2 separate regions of the Zea mays genome follow, and region 1 is linked to region 2. The links are chromatin contacts, called in public Hi-C maps. All regions are on one chromosome and are shown on one strand. Each heading gives the region's core, a stretch centred on a gene start, on an enhancer-like site or on the middle of the called end of the contact. The rest is flanking DNA. Distances are from core to core; before and after follow the strand shown.

Evidence for each region. Hi-C and Micro-C count contacts between places; a contact is called where the count stands out from the background.
Region 1: a Hi-C map of leaf mesophyll shows a contact between it and region 2, with 4 times the contacts expected there. The contact joins the promoter of LOC109944062 here to the promoter of LOC100194177 in region 2. A contact is called at or near these places in 5 of 25 Hi-C or Micro-C datasets (endosperm, leaf, leaf mesophyll and 2 more).

Annotation. Positions count from the first base shown.
Region 1 is chr2:199,897,762-199,901,803 of Zm-B73-REFERENCE-NAM-5.0, forward strand. It overlaps LOC109944062 (ankyrin repeat-containing protein At5g02620), which reads left to right and starts at 2,590. Exons shown (of 4, transcript XM_020548529.2): 1 at 2,590-3,111; 2 at 3,201-3,894. The coding sequence starts at 3,486.
Region 2 is chr2:199,616,973-199,621,188 of Zm-B73-REFERENCE-NAM-5.0, forward strand. LOC100194177 reads right to left here and starts at 2,673. Exons shown (of 18, transcript NM_001359419.1): 1 at 2,336-2,673; 2 at 2,197-2,232; 3 at 2,002-2,099; 4 at 447-522; 5 at 1-42. The coding sequence starts at 2,548.

The DNA.
Region 1 (4,042 bases), core at 1,340-3,839, 280 kb after region 2:
TGTTTGGTTGGTTTCTCTAGGCAACCTGGCTGTGTGAGCCAGGACCGCTGAAGCCTGGCTCCACAGATGCGACCAATCTACTCGTATCTGGTGAGCCTGGCCCAGAGTGCTTTGAGGATCGTGCGAGCCTGGATCCAGATATGCATGCAGGCAACCAAACACAGAGCTCGCACGCACATAGCCTGGGTCACAGCAACCAAACAGCAACTACCCGTATTCCACGATGCAAGCACGCGCAGATGCAGGCAACCAAACGCATTGATTATTTTTTATGTTTGGGTTCGTGACCTAAACAAGTCAGCTCAAGCTTATAAACGAACTGACCCGAACCAAACTGACTCAATATCTAGACGTACCAACTACTATAACTACCGAACATGCCAACACAAATAGTGTTTTCTAGCCAGAACACCGACCACCTCCGCAAGCATGGGCACAGATCGTAGATGGAGCAGAACAAAGATAATCAACGAACAAAGCCTCAACAAAATATCTAACTAACCGAGTGACAAGTACATGCAAAATAATTACAATTGCATGATCCACCGCCGCTTGTCCGCTCGCTAACCTTGTTGTAAAGCACAAAAAAAAAAAGTGATGACAAGCAGCACGATACAAATGGATGTCTAAAAAAAGATGGTAGAAGGAGGTAAAGCAGGTGGTGTGGAGTGTGGACAAGCAAATATTATTTCAAAGGTATGTTTCAAGCTTTGAGTTGGTTATTTTGTTGAATTCTCTCATTGCCTCTCCCTGGTCATTGTACTTCTCTCAACAGCTGGAAAGCAAGGTTACTTTGCTCCCAGCACACACTCCGCCTAGCGTTCACACCAGCGTTCACTTTCTCGGACCGGGATCAACGGATTTAGGTGATTTATTTCGTTTTCGTTACTCGCCGAAAATCGAATTTCGTTCCGGATTTAAGTAGATTTCGATTTAAAATATAAAAGTCAAAATTTGGTCAACAAAACAAAATTCTTATCTATGCAAACGAAATTATAGACCCCGGTACACACACAAAAAAAGGCCCTTGAAAACAATATATCAAGCCATGGTTCTGCAGAGAATTTTGTTAATCTCATGGAGATTCATTATTTAACCAAGGGGGTTAGAATAGGAAGATCACATTATAAAGAGTATAGTCTCTGAGAGGTTTTCTTACCTTTTTATATTGATAATATAGGGTTAGATATTTATAGTCCAAAGATTCAAACTCTTAAAAAAAATTATAACAACTAAATTTGGGTTAAAAAGTCAAACAAATTATAAATTGAAACATAGGGAGTAGATGTGGTCTGTTTGTTTAGAATCATATCTTATACTAGCTCTATTCTTGAATACTTATCGTCCCATAGTTCATTTTTGGACTAAACCACGACAAATAAAAAAGAACGAAGGAAGTATTAATGATAAGGCAACATATCATGGTACATTTTTAGCATTAGGAGAATTTAGAAGTGGCGTTGAGCGCTCGTCTAACTTGTGTAATCACTTAGGCTTTGTTCGGTTACAATGGATCAAATCATGGGCGAAGCCAGACCTTATTTTGGGGTCAACCGACTTCGATAATTTTCTGAACATCCAATGGAAAAACGGTGTTAATAACAAGAGTTTTATAATAAAGATCCAGTAGATAATATTGATGACCCCGATAGAATATTGCTAGCTTCGCTACTGGATGAAACCCCACTATAGATTTAATCTATGTCTGGATTAGGTGAATCCATACCTCACACTCAATCCTATGGTGAGATTAAATTTATTATTAAAGGTAGTTATTTTTTATCTATGGATTCTATTATAAACTTGTGCAATATCTTTATGGATTTATTCCATACCTAATGAGTTATAGATAGAACTCATGCTTTCTATAGTTTAAAAAAAACCCTAAATCCTTGGGTTATAATCCATCACGGGTTTAACCGAATAATTTTTTTATGTAGACTTGGATTATTTTGGGACATGGATTGTGACATAGATTTAATTTCAATCTATACTGATTCAAAGCTGGATTAGTGTAGACGAACAATATCTTATATGGTGCAAGTCTACAACCAAACCCTAAACATCTAATTTATATCCAACTATATCTGCTATTTTGTATTTTTATCCTCTTGCATCACCTTGCATTTATTCTGCCCGTGGGATATTATAGATAGTTTAATATATCCAAATAAATTATTGCAGCACGGTCATAGGTCCCTGACTGTTGTGGCGCCGACGGAGGCGCACATCGATGGCGTCGGGCCGTCGGCTGGCTCCTTCTCCTTCCAAGTTGTCGTGGGTCTGCAGGAGTCTCGCTTCACGCCTGGCGGCCTCCGCCCTCCGGAGTCCGGAGTCGTTTGAGCAGGAGCATGTTTTCCTAAGTTTGTTATTGAGGCATGGTGCGTCCACGGTCCACCCGGACTTTTACGCACTGACATTGGTGATCGTGAAACGACTGATTTGATGTCTAGAAATAAACATTTGTTTGAGATTAAATCTGGTTGTTTAGAATGTTGCAGCGGTAGTCTATAAAAATAAAATACTATAGAAATAGTAGATCAGATCAGTATAGATTAAAGTTAAGTGCAGATACTGTGCGTACAAAAATTCTCCAACGAAATTAGCACTTAAAAACAACAAACTGCAGAGGCTGACTGACAAAACCAGCTTGACAGCAAAGTACTGCGAAGAGATATAGAAGTAATGCAAAAAGTTTGCCTTTTTAACGCAAGGAAGAGCCGAAGGAGGAGGTAGCAAAGTCGCACAATTATTCCGTCACGGGTGAAAATAGAAAAATCAGGTGCCGGAGACTACCGAACGTGTGCTCGCTTCCTTCAGCCGTCGTCGTCCTCGTCTCCTCGATGATAAGAAGGGGAGGTGGATCACTCGAACCTAATAAGTGAGCTTCCAGGCCGGGGAGAGGGACTGGCCGGCGGACCGCCGATGGAAAACTTTGGAGGCTCCTAACTTCCAAGATACCAACTAGCTCCCAGCCTCCCACCGTCTTCTTTCCACCCTTGGCTGATGCTAGGGAGATGGGATTTTTGGAGCTCTAAGACAAATAGTTCTGCTCCTTGCGCCCTGCGTGTTCTTGATCTGGCCTCTAAGTTTGTTGGCTGTTTTCTCGTGGTGAGGAATTATCTTCCTTGTTAGGTGATAAGACGTTTTATAGTTCTCCTTGAAATTTATGCATGCTAATTTATTGATTCCTTTTGCAGTTTGAGGTGATATCTCGATTCTAAAAAGCTACCAGATTTCTTCTCCCTGTTTGTATGGACAAATTTGGGAATGAACCCTAGTCTGTGTGCAAAGCAGCCAAATTGGTGTTCTTGCGGATCAAAGCTAAAGCTGCAGCAGTTGGTGAGGATACAAGAGATGCAGGGAGAAACAAGAGAAGGGCTTGTTAGATTCTGCAGAGACACTCTTATTGGTTGATATTTTTTCCATCAACTCCGGCCAGATTTGCGGAACCTCGCAATTTTAGGAGCCATTTGATCTTGGACATGGAGAAGCAACCCAGCGTGCGACATGGTGCCCTAGAGAAACTGAAGAGCTTCCGGGGGATGGAGAAGCAGAGAAGCTTCAAGTTCTTGTCCATGGAGAAGCAGCAGAGCTTCAAAAGGAACAAGGACAGCCCTGGGAAGCGGGGTGACACCGCGCTCCACCTCGCGGCGAGAGCTGGCAGTGTCGCACATGTTCAGAAGATCCTTGCGGAGTGTGATCCAGAACTGGTGGTGGAGTTAGCTGGCCGCACGAATCAAGACGGCGAGACTGCGTTGTATGTGTCTGCTGAGAAAGGGCATGTTGAGGTTGTGTGTGAGATTTTGAAGGCTTCGGATGTGCAGTCAGCCGGGATCAAGGCCAGTAACAGCTTCGATGCATTCCATATTGCGGCAAAGCAGGGCCATTTGGGTGAGCTTTCATTCCTTCATAATTAAATAGTCGAGTTTTAGGTAGTGTGAATTGGAATTCTTTTATATACGGATTCACTGGTTTGTACTGGCAGTTCTGTGATCTTCTGTAGTACTCATTCTGCTTGCAATTGGTATGTTTATAAAAC
Region 2 (4,216 bases), core at 1,423-3,922:
GCTTTTCCATACAATGTCCCAGTCATATATCGTGACATTTATCTATGGAAGTGTAGACAATGAAAACATGGGAACAAGGCAAATGCATCAAAAGCCTAGGCATACAGCTTTTATTGGGAACAAAATATTTAGTCAAAGGCACAAATACATCAAGACAATGGAAAAACATCCTGGGTTGCACTACATTTACTCATGAAAATTTGCAACAATTTTGTCAGGATGAGAAGCAAAATGGAAAGTTACAAAACCCATGACAGATATATGACAATATTGTTATAGATGTAGTGCAACAATTCTTTTAACATAAGAATGGTACATTAGTGATTTGACCATGTAAACTATACAAACTGTGATTACTAGTTAGTCATAATTTCCTACACCAGTGATGGACAAACACCACATCTTTTAAAAGATACCAAACTAACTAAGAGAGAACTGAGAATAACCTTTACAGGAAGACTATCAACAAAAAAATTGAATTCCTCTCCCCACATTGGGTTTCTTGAGCCAGGAACCATGGAGCTGTAAGGTGTTAAAAAATTAGATTAGGCTAGTTGAGAATTAGCTGTGTGACATAGATCTAGAAGTTTATCAAAGAGGTTAATATTATGTTATATTAAAGGATGGTTAATTGGAGTTGTTTCCCCTGTCCACCTTCCACCATTGCTTTTCCCATGGAACAGTTTCAGGATAGCATGTGTATTTGTCATATACACACTACCATCTTGCAATCATCACCATTTCCATAACATCCAAACAATCCTGAGGGTAGTTGCCCCTTGCCATGGTTTAAAAGGCGTCGCCTAGGCGTCCAGGCGCCAAAACTTTCTAGACGTCGGCACCACCTTGCCCCAGGAACTTAGGGTGTCCGCCTTGGAGGACTAGGCATGTAAGGCGTCGCCTTCCACCGCCTGATAGGCGCCTTGAGCCCCAAAAATCTGGGCCGACCGAGAACTCGAGTACTGGCGGCCGGTGAAGGCGCGACATCGGCAAGTTTTCGGCAGGCGTGGCACCGGGCGGGCGGCGCGGGCGCGACACCGAGGTACCGACGCGGCCGCGTCCCTAGGGATCCTACGGCGGGCACGCCTCTGAGGAACTGGTGTCGGGCGTGGCACCTGGCCACCTGCTTCCTCTCCTCTCCATGGGCGGCGGGTACCGAAGGTCCAAGCATCCTCTCCTATCCTCCCCTGCTTACCTTTCTTCCTCCCCTGGCTTGTATGACGTCGCCTAGGCATCTAGGCAGTGGCTCAACGCCTAGTTCCGCCTTATCGCCTTTTAAACCATGTCCCTTGCTTCCTCTCTTTTACAACATATGCTTGAACTGCTAGATCCGAAGTCAGTGACCCCGCATTGGCCTATCTCTAATGATGAATCCCAACCGCCCAAATTGTCAGTGAATGAAATCTCTCTAACCAGTAACCTCGAGCTCATACAAAAAGTAAGTAACAAGTTTCATTCATAAAAAGTTTTCCCTTGAACCTACCGTGTTTAACATTATTTAACATGTATGCACTATCAAGTATTCGCTCCATTTAAATTATAAGATGTTTTGGCTTTTCTACACACGTAGCTTTTGTTATGCACTTAGATATATACATCTCTAGATGCATAAGCAATGTATCTAGAAAAGTCGAAGTATAGAGCCAGTACGCTCCCACACGACTACACGAGTGGTGCCCAGAAAAAAGATATCTAGAAAATTCAAAATATTTTATAATTTGGAACATAGGGATTACTACTTTACAATGAATCTGAATTCCGTGCAATAAAAAACCCACCCCAGCCAGTTAATATTTTCGCCCAAAGCACGACCAATTTGCTCTCTGGGCGTATGTCCCAAAGGGAAGATAGAACATGGAGGCTAAGCAAATTACAGTGTCCAAGAATTCTCAGAATGATAAATATGCTAGAAATGGAACTACTTGGAAAGATATGTACAGTTAATTAAACAACTGAAATCGTCCAAATAACAGGTTCAAAGTATTGAATCAATGTGATCACCTGAAACGCTTCTCTGCACCACAAGTGATCAATGCATACGGGTCAGATGTCCCATTTAAGTTCGCCGCCATCAAATTCCTAGCAGCCAACAATTCTAGCTGAACAGACACATCCAATCCAAGTCATAAACCATCCAGAACAACTGCCGGCAGCACGACACAAAAAAATGGAGGCCAAAAGCTGATCACTGATCACCTTCAGTACATACGCAGAACGGCCGCTCGCACCCCCCTTGAACACATCCATCAAACGGGAGATCAATACATCAGCATCCGTGATCACCAGCAACCGTATGATCCGAATTCTCGGAAACCCAAACAGACGCAGCCGTTACCTTGTTGGTGCCGTCTAGCCCCCGCACGAGGAGCTCGTCGGCGTCGCCCGCCGCTGCAGCCTGGAAGGGGCGCGGGTTGAGGAGCTCGTACGCAGCGTAGAGCGCGACGAGGATCATCGCGGCGGCGCACGTGACCTCGATCTCCCAGCAGGTAGGGAGGAGGAACCCGAGCGCCGCCACCGCAGGGGTCGACCCCGCGGCCTGCGGCGCCATGCCGCCTGCGCCCGACCCCGCGCTCACGAGGAGGGTGCGTGCCGCGCCCTAGTGTTTCGGGAGCGGTACGGTATGGGCGCGTACGCGAGGGGCATGGGGGGCGGGGCCGCGGGGGAAAGGGGGACGACCGGGCGAGGAAGAAATGGTAGGAGGCCTGGAGGTGGTAGTTTTATGCAGCAGGGACGTCGGACGACGAGGCGGAGAAGGTGGGAGACTGGGAGCCGTCGGGCCGTCGGGTCGGACTCGCGGAGTGCCGGAGTGGGTAGGCCACCCTGTAGAGGGCCGAGTCCAGTGGGATCCGTCTGCCGTCTGCGGAGGCCGGAGATACGGACTTCGAACGCTGGTTCGATGAGCCCACGGGCCACGACGACGCCTGCGCCGGTAGACCTGGCCACCTGGGTACACTGGTTGTCTGAAACAGGCGTACAGCGACCGACGGGCCTGTCAAAGTAGAAGCCGCTTCCTTTGGTACCTTTTCAATTTTTACATTTAAAATATTCAAAATTTTAAAACGATACTCCGAAACTGTAATTTTATCAAGAGGAGTTTACTGGGGGTACCTAAGACAAGCCAAGATTTCCGAGCGCGTCGGCGATGGATCTAAAGGTGCCAAGAAGTTTTTTTTTCTCTTTTGTGTTAAAGCCATGGTTGACATCAAGTCTACGATGATTAGCGTGATATCTCTAGTTTGGCACGCCAATTGTCGAGGAATATTCGCAACGAGATGTCTCGGTGATTTAGACAAGTTCGTGCTATCAATGTGAAATAATACCCAATATAATGAGATGATTTGCAATCTTGCGCTCGAATCCTCCTTACATAGTCTAAGGAAGGATGATAACTACAAAAAAAAAGTTATTTGTTCAATCACCGGATAAAGAATATGGATTGATCTAGTCGAGTATATTCCTAAATATAAATATACTTATCTCTATCTTATCATCCAATTCTTAGCATATTTATATGGATATCGATCTTATCTTTTCTAATTTGGTAGGATTATGACGTAATGTATCTTCTTGTGGTGGGTCAAGTTTATTGCTGACATTTGAGTTGAGTCCTGCTGAGTCCCTAGACACCGTGGTCAAACTCTCAAACCTACCTATCAGGATTTTATTTGTAAAGTTGCTCTTAAATAACACTGGTATATATTGATCTAAAATTTATTTGGTTTAATTTTAAAAATATGGGCCACCTCTGTATTAAATCTAACATAAACTAAACTAAGCAAATAGCTAAGTCACAACGCTTGTCCCAGGAACCGAATGACCTTGAGATCCTTTGTCGAAGCACAATGAGTTCCCGTGAAGATATGATGATCTTCGCTCACACAGCAAGAGCAACAGAGGAAAGGGAGCTTCTTACGTTGACATTGTTACGTTGTTAGAGACGTAAAACTCTCAATTATTAGATGATTTTTAAGTATAACAGATAACTAAGAGAATATATGATATTATGATACAATTACGAACTTCTAGATCATAAATATACTTAGAATGCAATATATAGAGAGAGTCGTGTAGAGACATGCTGTGATACTTTCTCTAGTCCTGTTGATTTTATAGTTTTTTATAATAATGTTGTACATATCCTCGGCCGTTCTATCTTGTCGTCTATAATTTAAACCTTCATTTATATACAGTATATGAACAGTATTTTGTATACACA